4 separate regions of the Mus musculus genome follow, and regions 2, 3 and 4 are each linked to region 1. A link is a contact called in public Hi-C and HiChIP or PLAC-seq data. All regions are on one chromosome and are shown on one strand. The core of a region is the stretch at or near the end of the contact, and the rest is flanking DNA. Distances in the headings are between cores, read along the strand shown. Region 1 has its middle 55 kb from the start of Ubr2. Region 2 has its middle 18 kb from the start of Taf8. Region 3 overlaps AI661453 (expressed sequence AI661453). Region 4 holds the start of Guca1b (guanylate cyclase activator 1B).

The links. Hi-C and Micro-C count contacts between places; a contact is called where the count stands out from the background. HiChIP or PLAC-seq counts read pairs in DNA pulled down with a chosen protein or histone mark.
Region 2: an HNF4G HiChIP or PLAC-seq map of pancreatic cancer cells shows a contact between it and region 1. The contact joins two enhancer-like sites. A contact is called at or near these places in 1 of 484 Hi-C or Micro-C datasets (nephron progenitors) and 1 of 115 datasets of contacts at active chromatin or transcription factors (pancreatic cancer cells).
Region 3: an H3K4me3 HiChIP or PLAC-seq map of bone marrow-derived macrophages shows a contact between it and region 1, with 6 times the contacts expected there. The contact joins two enhancer-like sites. A contact is called at or near these places in 1 of 39 promoter capture datasets (the C10 cell line), 1 of 15 datasets of contacts at CTCF or cohesin (the NIH/3T3 cell line), 1 of 484 Hi-C or Micro-C datasets (bone marrow-derived macrophages), 6 of 115 datasets of contacts at active chromatin or transcription factors (the NIH/3T3 cell line, bone marrow-derived macrophages, embryonic midbrain and 2 more) and 1 of 9 other capture datasets (embryonic stem cells).
Region 4: a contact with region 1 is called in a Hi-C map of bone marrow-derived macrophages, with 18 read pairs. The contact joins the promoter of Guca1b here to the enhancer-like site in region 1. A contact is called at or near these places in 5 of 39 promoter capture datasets (the HPC-7 cell line, cranial neural crest, maxillary cranial neural crest and 2 more), 1 of 15 datasets of contacts at CTCF or cohesin (the NIH/3T3 cell line), 1 of 484 Hi-C or Micro-C datasets (bone marrow-derived macrophages), 9 of 115 datasets of contacts at active chromatin or transcription factors (bone marrow-derived macrophages, embryonic basal ganglia, embryonic stem cells and 4 more) and 4 of 9 other capture datasets (adipose tissue, embryonic stem cells, liver and 1 more).

What each region holds. Positions count from the first base shown.
Region 1 is chr17:47,063,503-47,066,568 of GRCm38.p6, reverse strand. No RefSeq gene overlaps it. Among named protein-coding and RNA genes, the nearest start is that of Ubr2, 55 kb to the right of the region's middle. Within about 2 kb of position 1,463, at least 82 of the 459 cell types and tissues checked have an H3K27ac peak or open chromatin away from gene starts, as enhancers often do. A contact at or near this core is called in the NIH/3T3 cell line, bone marrow-derived macrophages and pancreatic cancer cells, where this site is marked.
Region 2 is chr17:47,483,007-47,486,072 of GRCm38.p6, reverse strand. It overlaps a transcript of Taf8 not described here. Among named protein-coding and RNA genes, the nearest start is that of Taf8, 18 kb to the left of the region's middle. Within about 2 kb of position 1,487, at least 124 of the 459 cell types and tissues checked have an H3K27ac peak or open chromatin away from gene starts, as enhancers often do. A contact at or near this core is called in pancreatic cancer cells, where this site is marked.
Region 3 is chr17:47,453,445-47,456,510 of GRCm38.p6, reverse strand. The region is part of intron 2 of AI661453 (expressed sequence AI661453); the gene reads right to left. Among named protein-coding and RNA genes, the nearest start is that of AI661453, 18 kb to the right of the region's middle. Within about 2 kb of position 1,625, at least 85 of the 459 cell types and tissues checked have an H3K27ac peak or open chromatin away from gene starts, as enhancers often do. A contact at or near this core is called in bone marrow-derived macrophages, where this site is marked.
Region 4 is chr17:47,383,760-47,386,825 of GRCm38.p6, reverse strand. Guca1b (guanylate cyclase activator 1B) reads right to left here and starts at 1,433. Exons shown (of 4, transcript NM_146079.1): 1 at 1,130-1,433. The coding sequence starts at 1,336.

The sequences.
Region 1 (3,066 bases), core at 214-2,713:
TAATCTAGAAAACTAACAAACAAACAGGGCTGGGGAGCTGGGCCAGTGAGGTGCTTGCCATGCCACATGAGATCCTGAATTCAACCCCTTTGAGCCCACATTTTAAAAAAACAAACAAAACAAAAACAAAAAACCCCCAGGTACCTTGGTATGCACCCCTAATCCCAACACTGGGGAGACAGACACGATGATCTCAGGGACTGGCTGACCAGCCCATGTGGCTGAATGAGCAAGCTAGGCTCAGTTAAGATACCCTCTCTCAGAAGCTAAGATGGAGAGACATCAAGGGAGATGCCTGATGCTGACTTCTGGCCTCTACAGACATGTACACACACACACACACACACACACAGACTCATAGCCACAGAGACTCACACAGACACACATAGAGAGGAACTCACACCCACAGAGTGTCTCTCTCTTTCTTTCTCCCCCCCCCTCTCTCTCTCTCACACACACACACACACACACACACACACACACACACACACAGACTCATAGCCACAGAGACTCACACAGACACACATAGAGAGGAACTCACACCCACAGAGTGTCTCTCTCTCTCTTTCTTTCTCTCCCCCCCCCCCTCACACACACACACACACACACACACACACACACACACACACACACACACATACACACACAGACTCACACAGACATGCACACAGAGAGAAACACATACACACAGAGACTCATACACTCACACACCTTGAAGAAGGAAAAGAGAGGTCTTTAGTTTGGCTTTGGTTTTCCATGTCTTTCTCAACCCCACCCAAGAGTATGGCCTGGAGCTTACCAACCCTGAGTTTGGCCTGGTAGTGATTGGAAAAGCTGAGTCACCGCTGGGAAAGAGGCCAACTCTGTGCTACATGAGGAGAAACCCTAGGCTACCCCATGCCAGGACCGGAGCACTTCCACTAGGCCTATCCCCTCCAAGAGTGGGTCAGTAAGTTCCCTTCATGGCTGAAGAGACATTAATGACGCTTGCTAAGCTTGTTGCTGTTGGATGTTGATTTTATCAAGAAGCCACTAGATAGCATCAACCGTGCCTGGACAATATGCACTTGCCCCTCCTCACCTGCTCACACTTGGCTCCACACAGGTTATTTTGAGGCAGAGCTTAATTTTTAAGAAATCAGTAATGAATCTTGTTTAATCTCTTAATCCTCTTGCCTAATTCTCTTTTACATTAAGGGATTAAATCCTGAAGAGGAGACATGGCCAAACAGTGACTCACTCTTCCTTCAGCTCTCTGTCCCCAAAGGCAGCGAGAGGAGAAGGCTTGGGTGGTGCGCACTGCTCAGTGCCACAGTCACCGGGCCCGGGCCCATCTAGTCAAACTTCCCTTTCACGGCACAAAAGAATTAGTCTTTAAGGGATGCTCATCTTGTCGCTGCTGTAGAGTGTCCTATCAAGTGGCTGACCTTGGTAGCTCATGGTCACACGTGGTCTGCCCGGAACTGCTTGGCTCACTGTGGGATGGGCCATCTGAGTCATCTGAAATCTGGCCCGGCCCCCTGCAAGCCTAGTCATTTGCTTGGTGACAGGCCAGGATTAGTGGCAAAGAAGAGACTGGGGCCCCGTGGAGAGGGGCCAGGAAAGACGCACTGGGGTGTTCTTGAAACTGAGGTGGATGAAGAGAGAGGGCAAGCCTCTAGCTAGCAGAACGGAGCCTGGGTGAGTCCATTCACTCTACAGAACCTGGAAACTTCTGTCCCGTTCACAGAGTCCTACAGCTCTCACTCTTGGCTCTCACTCCCTGCTTCCTGTTTGGGCCTGAGCTAATGAAGCATGGAGTGACAGGGCAGTGGGGCTTGAAGGACACCTGCTCAGGATTACCTGCAGGCTTACGAGTTCTGAATGGAACCTGGGACAGGGACATGTGTCTTCTGCCACACTTCATACAAACAGCAACCTTGTGAGCAGGACAGCAAAGGAGAGCTTGGTATGGCAAGATACAACCTCCTCCCCATGGAGCCCGGCAATCTGGCTTAACACCCATGCCCCTGGGATACCATCCTTTCAGGCAGGGCATCAAAATTGAGTGGCAACCAGCAATAGTTGCCACTATTGCCACTCTACCAGGTAAACACACTCTTGGCCTTACATTTCACTGGACTGGCCTGTCACACCATTGGCATGGTTGACCCCTGACAAGTGTCCTGTCTAGTCTGACTGAAGGATCTAGACCTCAAACTCAGAAATTGCCTGTCTCTGCTGAGAATCCCAGCCACTGCCTTGGAATTGTTATTGAAAGTACCCAAATCACTCATCAAAGATGAGCCGTATGCCTTGCCTGGTTCATAGCTGTGTTCCTCCCACTGTAAGAAAGAAGGGTTTTAACCGTGGAGAGACGGGTAAATGTGTAACAAGGAAATGCTGTGGCCTCTCAAGGATCCAAAGCAGAACAGAAAACTACAAAAGGATTCTGGGAAGCAGATGATCGGGTGTGGAAGGTCACATCTCTAGACCTGTGTTTGCCCCTCCCTCCAGCCCCTTCCATGTTCCTCTGGCTTCTCCACACCTTGCAACTGAGCATAATAATGCAGCCAACATTTTAATCTACAAAAAAATATGAGAGAGAGAGAGAGAGAGAATATGAATATGCAGGAGAAGAGGAGAGGAGAGAATAAAAGAAAACCCTGGAGTTAGAGAGATGGTTTAGTGGTTAAGAACAGTTGCAGAGGACCCAAGTTCAGTTACCAGCGCCCATGTTGGGAGGCCTCCTGTAACCCTAACTCTAGAGAATCTGATACCTCTGTGGACACCAACATGCACAGCTTCGTGATCTCACATAGACACACATATACATACACACACACACACACACACAAAATAAATAAATAAATAAATAAATAAATAAATAAATAAATAAATAAATAAATAAATAGAAGAAATCTTTCTTTAAAAAGAAGATAAAACCCTCAGACAGGTATGGGGGCTCCTGCACTTAGAAGGTGGAGGCAAGAGCATCAAGGGTATGCTTAGCTACGTGGCAAGTTCAAGGCTAAACTGGAATACCTGAGACCAACAATCCAAACAACCAAGGGGGTGGGGAGGGAG
Region 2 (3,066 bases), core at 238-2,737, 420 kb before region 1:
GGTCCCCTGACAGGTCTTTGTCTTGCAGGTCACTCATCCTCCTGTGCGCTATTTAGCAGATAGAGGTCCAGAGCCTCTTGTGTATGCTGAACGCTTGGCACGGTGCCAACTCTAATGATACTCTGCTGAACAAGACATACATAGTTCCTACCTCCAGGGAATTCACTCTAGTGGGAAACTACACAAAATGAAACTAAAAGTGTTGTAGGCTGTAGAGGGTGCCAGAAGGGGCTTCTACCCTGCAGGGAGAAAGTCTTCACTTGGCTCCTGGTTGTCCTGTGCCTCTCCTTCCAGCCCTTCAGCCTGTCCCCCATTCCACCCTTCCCTTCTGCAGTCACTCAAACAGCAGTTGAGCTTTTTCTAAGGGAGACCATTTGGATACAGACACTGACAAATACCAGGGTAGACCTAGGTCCCTGCTTCCCCAGCTCTTACAGTGTGTGTGTGTGTGTGTGTGTGTGTGTGTGTGTGTGTGTCAGCCCACAGTGTGTCTGTGTGTGTGTGTGTCTGTGTGTGTGTGTGTGTGTGTGTGTGTGTGTGTGTGTGTGTATGTGTGTGTGTGTGTATGTAGGGGATGGAGGGGCAGTGGACAGCCCACAACACACGTGGTATGTCAGTCCCGTGGTGCCATCAGAGACCTGGAGGAAAAGAATTGAAGGATGGGACAAGGAAACTAAGAGCCATAAGGGGTAGGTAGTGTGCAAAGCTTGGGCTACTAACCTGGGGAGCAGGCAGTGGCCAAAGCCTTCACAGAAGCCAAGCAGGCACTGGGGCTTGGGAGGAGAGGCTGGGGGAGGGGCCAGCCAGAGAACCGAATGGCCTGTCCTCCACCCACCCTGCTTCTTTCAGGATCTCTGACAGGGGATTTGAGACCTGTTGATATAGGCCATATGAGCAGCCACTTTGTGGGGGCAGAGTTTGGTGCCGTTCTGGCAGGGCAGATAAAGGCAGCACTTGTCACAAAATAGGGCAGGAGGAATTATTGTGGGAGCTGCCCTTTAAAAAAAAAAAATGGCCTAAGAAGAACGTTGTAGTTGAGTAGAGCACAAAGTGCAGCCATCTTTGTGGAAAGAGAACAGCAAACAAGCATACTCTCTGTCAGAGGCAGGAGCGTGTGTGCCCCCAGACTGTAGGCAGACTTGCACGGGAGGGTCAAGTGGGCTCAGTTCAGCAAGGGCTTGGGGTGCTGTTCAGAGGGAGATGTGGAGGCAGAGGACCATAGGCAGGGCTGGGAACAAGGTCAGTCAACTCCTCACAGAGGGTGGCATTTCCCAGTTAGGATTTATGGTGGGGTGAAGGGGTGGAGCAGCTAGAGCTAGCCATTCAGGAACTGGGGGGGACGGACTGGCCCTAGCCCCAGAGAGCCAAAGTGTACCCTACCTAAGAAGAGGCAGGAAACAGAAACCTACTGATAGCCTGGAGGACACCCTCCTGTGGAGGCCTGTGTTACCAGGGAGATGGGTAAACAAGAGGGAACCTGTTCTGCCTCCTCTGACCAAGAGAAAGAAGGGGGCTGGTCTGAGGCCTCTGCTGAGATCTCAGTGGGTGGGGTTGGCCCAGTGAGCCTTTGAAAGAGGAGGGTAAGCAGAGGGAGGATGGGAGGGGAGGCAGAGGGAGGAGGGGAGGGGAAGGTAGGCAGAGGGAGGAGAGGAGGGTAAGCAGAGGGAGGAGGGGAGGGGAGGCAGAGGGAGGAGGGGAGGGGAGGCAGAGGGAGGAGGGGAGGGTAAGCAGAGAGAGGAAGGGAGGGCAATAGAGTGCAGCTTGGAGCTGGCCTGAGAGGCATGAGATCCAGGCCTCCTTGGGCCTGGGGCTCTTGTCCCATCTCTGTGGAGCCAGTGTAGAGTCAGTTGTAAGGAGGCCTTGCCCTTGTAAAACCTGATTATACCAGGCTGGGGGTGGGTTGGGGCATTTCTGTCACTTCCACATCAGTAAATCAGGACGATCCCAGGAAAGGGCAGCTGGAGTGGATGAGGCTTCCCATGTGGTGCTAGGAAGAACCACACCCCTTTATCCTGAGGGTCCCAGGCTCTCCAAATGCCCCAGGGCCCAGTGCCCTGCTGGGCACACTCTCTACCACTGCGTGACATGTGACATCCCCAGCCCAGAGGCATGCCCAGGGCAGAGCAGGGAGGCTCTTCCCAGTGTCTTTGTAGGAACAAGAAGAGCCTGAGCCTTGTCGTTTATTGCCACCTCTGAGTTTTCCTGGTGACAGGTTTATCATTCTTCTGTTTCGCTCAGGGTCACCCAGAAGCGAGTGCTTAAGTCTCTGACCATCAGCGTGCACAGCCCCAGCTGCCAGTCTGGGGAGAGGAACCAAGCCTACAGGTACAGATTTGTCATGGATGCTTCCAGCCCTGGAAACAAGCGCAAGGAATTTCCCCTCCTGGTGTTTATGGTTTAGGTCCTCTCCATTTGCTTACATCATTGTTCCGTCTTTGTTAGAAGCTATTTTATTGACTCGTGAACAGATGATGTATGAATTCAGCACAGAACTTGGAAGACAGAAGAAGATATAACACGTACCTCCCTCTCCCACCCCAGGCTCTCTGGCCTTTCCCCGAAGCTCCTGATGAGTCAGTATGGTTTTATGTACCAAACACACATGTAAATATACCCTTTTATAGCGGGATAGATACCGTATAAACAGTATTTTCTCCTAGTGGTTAGTGTGTCCTCTGTGCGAATAATAAAGAATTTCTTTTTTTTTTTAAGATTTATTTATTATTATATCTAAGTACACTGTAGCTGTCTTCAGACACACCAGAAGAGGGCGTCCGATCTCTTTAAAGATGGTTGTGAGCCACCATGTGGATTTGAACTTAGGACCTTCAGAAGAATAGTCAGTGCTCTTAACCTCTGAGCCATCTCTCCAGCCCAATAAAGAATTTCTGATTCAAGGCTCTATAGTCCTGTGACAGAGGTTCTTTCTGTGCTCATCCTTGTGACTTGTTGGGTGACAGACGGGGCCTTTACACCTTCTGCTTTGGGGGGGGGGTGTTGTTTGTTTGTTTTTCAAGGCAGAGTTTCTTGATGTAGCCCTGGATGTCATAGAACTTTCTCTGTAGA
Region 3 (3,066 bases), core at 376-2,875, 390 kb before region 1:
GCCTTCCCATGGTGTCTGAGCAGGACCCGTCATAAGGTGGATTTTGTACAGATTTTGTACAGCTCTGTTACCATCTCTCCACTTCGCAAACTCTGAGCTCCAACCAACATTTCCTGGAGAAGACCCAGCTTGCTCCTCTCCTCAGCAAGTGGGCTCTGGCAGCAACCCTCTCCTCTTTGGAGCAGAGACCCTTCCTTTTTCTCTGTGTAGCCCTGGCTTTCTTGGAACTCACTCTGTAGACCAGGCTGGCCTCGAACTCAGAAATCCGCCTGCCTCTGCCTCCCAAGTGCTGGGATTAAAGGAGTGCGCTATCATGCCCAGCTCCACCATTGCTTTTTAAACCCCAGTTTAAATGCCCCTCTTCTGTAAAATTCTTGGCAATCCAAGTTGGTGCTAACTTCCCTTCCCTGTGAAGTCTACAGGCCTTAGGACACTATTTTTATAGCCGACAGTTACTACGTCATATCTCCTGAAAACACCACTCAGCGTATGTCAAACACAGCAACCCAATTAGTCTATGCAGGAACCAGAAAAGACTTATTTCCTTTCCAGGTGCGGAAAACGAGGCACAGATAGGCTGAGGTCATCACCCCAGGTCACATAGCAAGTGGCTACAGCATTTGTTCTTCATGCTTCTTGTGGGTCAATGCAGTGCACACTGTTACTGGCTAGAGCATGCCACCAGCCTGCTGGAGGTCAGGACAGCTGAGTGTCTACATATACATGTCTAGTTTTAGACAACTAACAAATCCTTTTGAAGGAGTAAATTCCGGAGTGAGCAAGTGGTCTGAAGAATATAGGAGAAAGAAAAAAAAAATCTGTTTTCTCATGCCAGATCAGCTACCAATCAGTTCAGAGCAAAGTCAGCCTGCCTCGCCTGTAGATGTATTCCAAAGGTCTCATTGACCATGGTGTTTTGTGAGGCTGGCTCATACGGTGCCCCTTCTGTGGCTCCCTAACCTTGGCTATGTGAATGATGACCTAGATATACGTTGATACTCAGGCCACCCTACAAGGACAGGGTGTTAGGACAGCTTACTTCCGTGGCCTCTGGGTGGTTGTCTAACTCCTGGGAGGAAGGCCAGGAAAGGTGTTCTCAGAAGCAGAGTTTCCAGGAGCCACCAGCCAGCAATCATGGTGTATGTGTGTCCCTGTGTCCGTGTGTCCCTGTGTCCATGTGTGTGTCTGTATGTGTATCTGTGAGTATGTACATTTGCCTGTGTGTGTCTGTGTGTGTCCATGTGTGTGTGTCTGTATATGTATCTGTGAGTATGTATATGTGCCTGTGTGTGCCTGTGTATCTGTGTGTGTGTCTCTGTGTGTATGCTGTGCCCTCCTTACCTAAGCACCACTTTATCCTTGGCCTCTAGCTCTGGTAAAATAGCAAAGCATCCAAGATGCTGCCTGTGGGAATCAGCCTGTGCCTCCATGCGCTGCACTTACGGGGTGGCTGTCCACATCCCCAAGGGGTGGACCAGCCTGTGGGCATCATGCAGAAGGCACTCAGTGAGCGCCTGAGCCTTACAAGGCCATGCCCTTCCCTGCTATGGCAGGTGTCCTCCTTCAGTGTCTGGGGCGGAGCCCAGCCCGGCTCTGCCAGTCAGAATGTCATGTCATGAAACTGGGCCTCAGCACTTCCTCGTCTCCCCAGCCTGACAACACCAGGAAGCTGGGGCCATGGGCTATCTCACGGGGTCCATGGCTGGTGCCTCGGTTCAGAGGAAGACATGGGCAGTGAGCCAACTGCTCTGGCAAGGCTGATTCGGGGAGCCTGGAGGGGAGGGGTAAGACTCCAAGAACATTCAGGCTTATTTTCTTCCTTCTCTGTTTCTCCCTTTAAAAAGAAACGAAGAAACCAGAGGCCTCTGTAGCCCGGGCTGGTCTTTAACTCTGTATATAGTCAACACTGGCCCTGAACTGGTGATCCTCCTGCCTCTGCATCCCATCTGCCACATTATACGCACAAATCCCCATGCCAGCTACTTTCCTTTATGTTTGTGTGTGCACATACTACGGTGAACTTGCGGAGGAGGTCAGAGGGACAACCTGTGGGAATCATGTTTTCTTCCCACCGTATGGGCCTCAGGGATCATCAGATTTGGTGGCAAGTTCCTTTCCCTGTTGAGCCATCGTGCAGCCCCTCAGCTTCCTTTCTTAACAAGTGACTGTGTTTCATTTATAATTAAAAAAAAAAAAACCATCCAACATAGTTATGATTCTTAATTGTAGGGTGTTTGGTTCATACTCATGATCCATGGAGGGAGAGTGAAGCAGGAAGACCAGGCTGAGTCCCAGGTTAGCCTGGGCAACAGAATCAGGCTATCTTTAAAGACCAGTCTTTATAACTAGAGTAAAGCAGACATAGAGTAGCATTCAGGCCGGTGGCACACACCTGTAATTGCCACTTGGAAGGCAGCAACAGGGGGATTACTACAAGTTGGAAGGTAGCCTGGGCTACATATGGAGACCCCGTCTTGAGATAAAGCAAAACATAAAACAAAAACAAAATATGAGCTGGGTATAGTAGCAAAGCCCTCCCAGCACTTGGGAAGCAGAGGCAGGAGGATCAGTGAGTTCAAGGGCCAGCCTGGGCTACATGAAGTTCTGTTTCCAAACAACAAGCTAAGCAGCATCCCAAACAGTTATCACAAAGGCAGAGACAGTACCCCTCAAAGCTCAGTGGGTGCCCCTCCGGCCTCCCAGGACTTGGTGTTCTTGCCTGGACTCTATAAAGTGGGGTGGACCCCACCTACCTTGGGATGGTTGGACTACAGAGGCTGAGGCACGCCCACAGACCCTGAAAAGCAGGGCAGAGGAGGGAGGTGTTTGCTGTCAGGCTCGCCCTTGTGGGAGGCTGGAGAGGCCCATCAGTTAAGGGTTCTTCCAGAGGGCCTGGTTCATTTGCCAGCACTAGAAGGCTGTTACTACAGTTCCAGGGATCCAATGTCGTCTTCTGGCCTCTGTGGGCAGCACACACACACATAGCACAGAGACTTATATGCATTCAAAAACACTCACGCCACAAACTAAAATAAATAAACCTCAAAAACCCTCTGTGGGTTAGTC
Region 4 (3,066 bases), core at 184-2,683, 320 kb before region 1:
TTCATGGGAACCACACTGCCCTCTTGTGGTCCCCTCAGGCACTGCATGCACATGCACACACCTATATATGATTTAAAATCATTGCAAACACTGTCTGTAGTGGCACCTACTTACTGTTTGTCTCTGTGCTGAGAGAATAGACACAGGAGGGGGTTGGAGCTCTAGGTAATGAGATGGTGTCACAGAAACAGGCTGGCTGCGCCCTAGGGACTGACACCTGAGGTCAATCTCTGGTCTCCGTATGCATACAAGTGTACCCCTCCATTCGTGAAGGATGCATGCTCTCTCTCTCTCTCTCTCTCTCTCTCTCTCTCTCTCTCTCTCTCTCACACACACACACACACACAATTATTATCTGTGCATTAAGTAATTCAGTGCCTTTTGGCTGCCGGTGCCACTGGAAGGCATTTGATTTGTGCAATTCCCCATGACTTAAAGCATGGAGGAGAAGGCTCAGTAGTTAATTAAGAGTACTTACTGGTCTATCTGAGGACTGGTGTTTGGAACCCACCCACCCTACATTGGGTAGCTTGAAAATATGTGTAACTAGCTCTGATGTATCTGATGCCCCCTTCTGGCCTCCATGGGTACCTATACAACTTCACAGACACACACACACACACACACACACACACACACACACACACACACACACACACACACTGTCAGCTATCCCTTCCATATATATTTTTTAAAAACTTGAAAGTGCTTTTGCAACTATCCACTCTCCTCCCAGGCAAGTGAAGCCCCTGCCAGCATCCCCCAGAGGGAAGAACGGAGCAGCCGCCATCTGAAGGATCCTGGCAAGGTGCTCTTGATCTGAGATAAGAGAGCTTTGGGATCTCTCTCTCCCTTGTACTGAGAGCAGCAGAGGTTCTATCGGGTTTGTAAAAGCATGTCCTTTTGCTGCAAAGCCTTGGCCTAAAAAGCCCAGAGAAAACCCAGACTGTGTGCCAGTGACCTTCGGCCCTCAGGAAGATGTGAGGAGCCAGTAAGAAGAAGGGAGGGACGAATGATGGAGGGCGGCGGGGAGGGTGGGGGCAGGAGGGATGGAGAGGAGGGCAGCTGAGCGGAACTGTAGTCTCACTGAACGGGTGGGTCACAGGTCCTCCCCTGCTGGGTTCCTTACCCCATTCTTGTCGAAGGCTCGGAACATGCTCTCTACATACTGGCTGGCCTCCTCATTGCCCGTGACCTTGAAGAAGCGCTTGAACTCGTGCATGAAGAGCGTCCCACTGGGACACTCCACGACAAACTTCTTGTACCACTCCTGCAACTCCGCCACATCCATCTCCCCGGCCGCCTCCGCCTCTTCCCAGCTCAGCTGCTGCCCCATCCCGGCTTTTAGAAAGAGACTCAGCCAGGCCCGCTACCTCCTCCAAGTCCTCCGCTGACCTTAGGCTCCTCTCTCCTTGGTCTGAGCAGCCCTTTCACTGTCTCGGGGAAACTGAACTTGATTGGTTGTGAAGGGACCTCCAGAAGGGAGGGGCAGACCCCGGGCAGCTTAGCGGTGTAAAGACCATTAGGAGATTCCTGGGGAGGTCTGACCTCCAGAAAGCTAAGCTTCCTCTGCCTCGCCCCTCCACAGGTCCAGTGAGAGGCAGGCTATGAGGGTAAGAGCCTGGGGGATGGGGTGGGGTGGGGGCAGGGCTCTTGGTCCACCAGTGTCTGCAGCTCCCTTACAGACCATGCCTGAATCTTGAAGGACAGATGCGTCTCTCCAGCCCTTCTCTCCGTGATTGCTCCCATCCACTCCTGAGCACTAACCCGCGGGCAGGACCCAGGAGAGTGGTCCACAGTGTCTGCAAGGGCTCTGATACTAAAGGCCACATGACCTTGCTTTAAGCAGCGGTTACACATTCACTAGGTTGACCAAGCACATAGTTATTACATGCTGAATCAAGTACATATTCATTGCTCATGACTATAATCCCAGCACTGGAGAAGCAGAAGGGTCTCGAGTTCAAAACCACTCTGGGTTGCCCTGTTGACACAGGGGGACACTCCCACTCCCACCGCATCAATAACAAAAACAACCAAAGTAGATATTTATGCTATCTTTTAGATTTCATTTTTTGAGACAGGTTCTCACGTTGCAGTTCTGGCTAGCCTTGAATTCACTATGTAGACCAGAAAGGCCTTGAACTCACAGAGATCTACCTGTCGTCTCTAACTCTCAAATGCTGGGTGCTGGGATTAAAGGTGTTTCCTACCATGCTTGGCTAGATCTTATTTTTATTTTATGTAAAGAAGTGTGTGTGTGTGTGTGTGTGTGTGTGTGTGTGTGTAGCATCACATGTGTGCAGTGCTCATAGAGGCCAGAAGAGGTTGTCAGGTCCCCCAGACTGGAGTTAATTCATTGTGAGTCACCATGTGGGTGCTGGAAACTGAATCTGGGTACTCTGCAAGAACAAGTGTTTTTTTAATTATTGAGCCATCTCTCCAACATTTGTGCTTATTTTATTTTTTTTAAAAATGTGTTTTTATTATTTTAAAAATGTATGTGTGTGTGTATGGTGAGGGTTGTGCTCATGAGAGTGCAGTGCCCACTGAGGCCAGAAGAGGGCGGTAGATCTCTTGGAGCTGGAGTCACAGGCAGTTGTGAACCACCTAACATGTGTGCTCATATCGGAACTCAGGTCCTCTACAAGAGCAGAACAAGCTCCTAACCACTGAGCAATACCTCCAGCCCATTAGAACCTATGTTGGTTTTTAAGCCGTGTGAAGTAGTGCACACTTGTGAGCCTGTCCTTGGGATGGATGCTCATTGTGGAATTGGCCTGACCTCATGGCTCAGTGATCTTTGTCACCTGACACCCTGATTCCTTTGAATCTCACCATTAGTCTCCAGGTAAGGCCTCTACCTCCACTGTCATCCTTTCCAGGACTAGACACGTTTTCTCCCATGTCCCACATTTCTCTGGGCCTGAGGTTTGGGCTGGTGCTTTCCTTGTGCCCCACTGTTGTCTGCAATGGCCCCTGTCCCTCCTCAAACCACCTGCCCCAAGGCTGGAGAAGATGGCTCAGTAGTTAAGAGTCCTTTCTACTCTTCTGAAGAGACTGAGT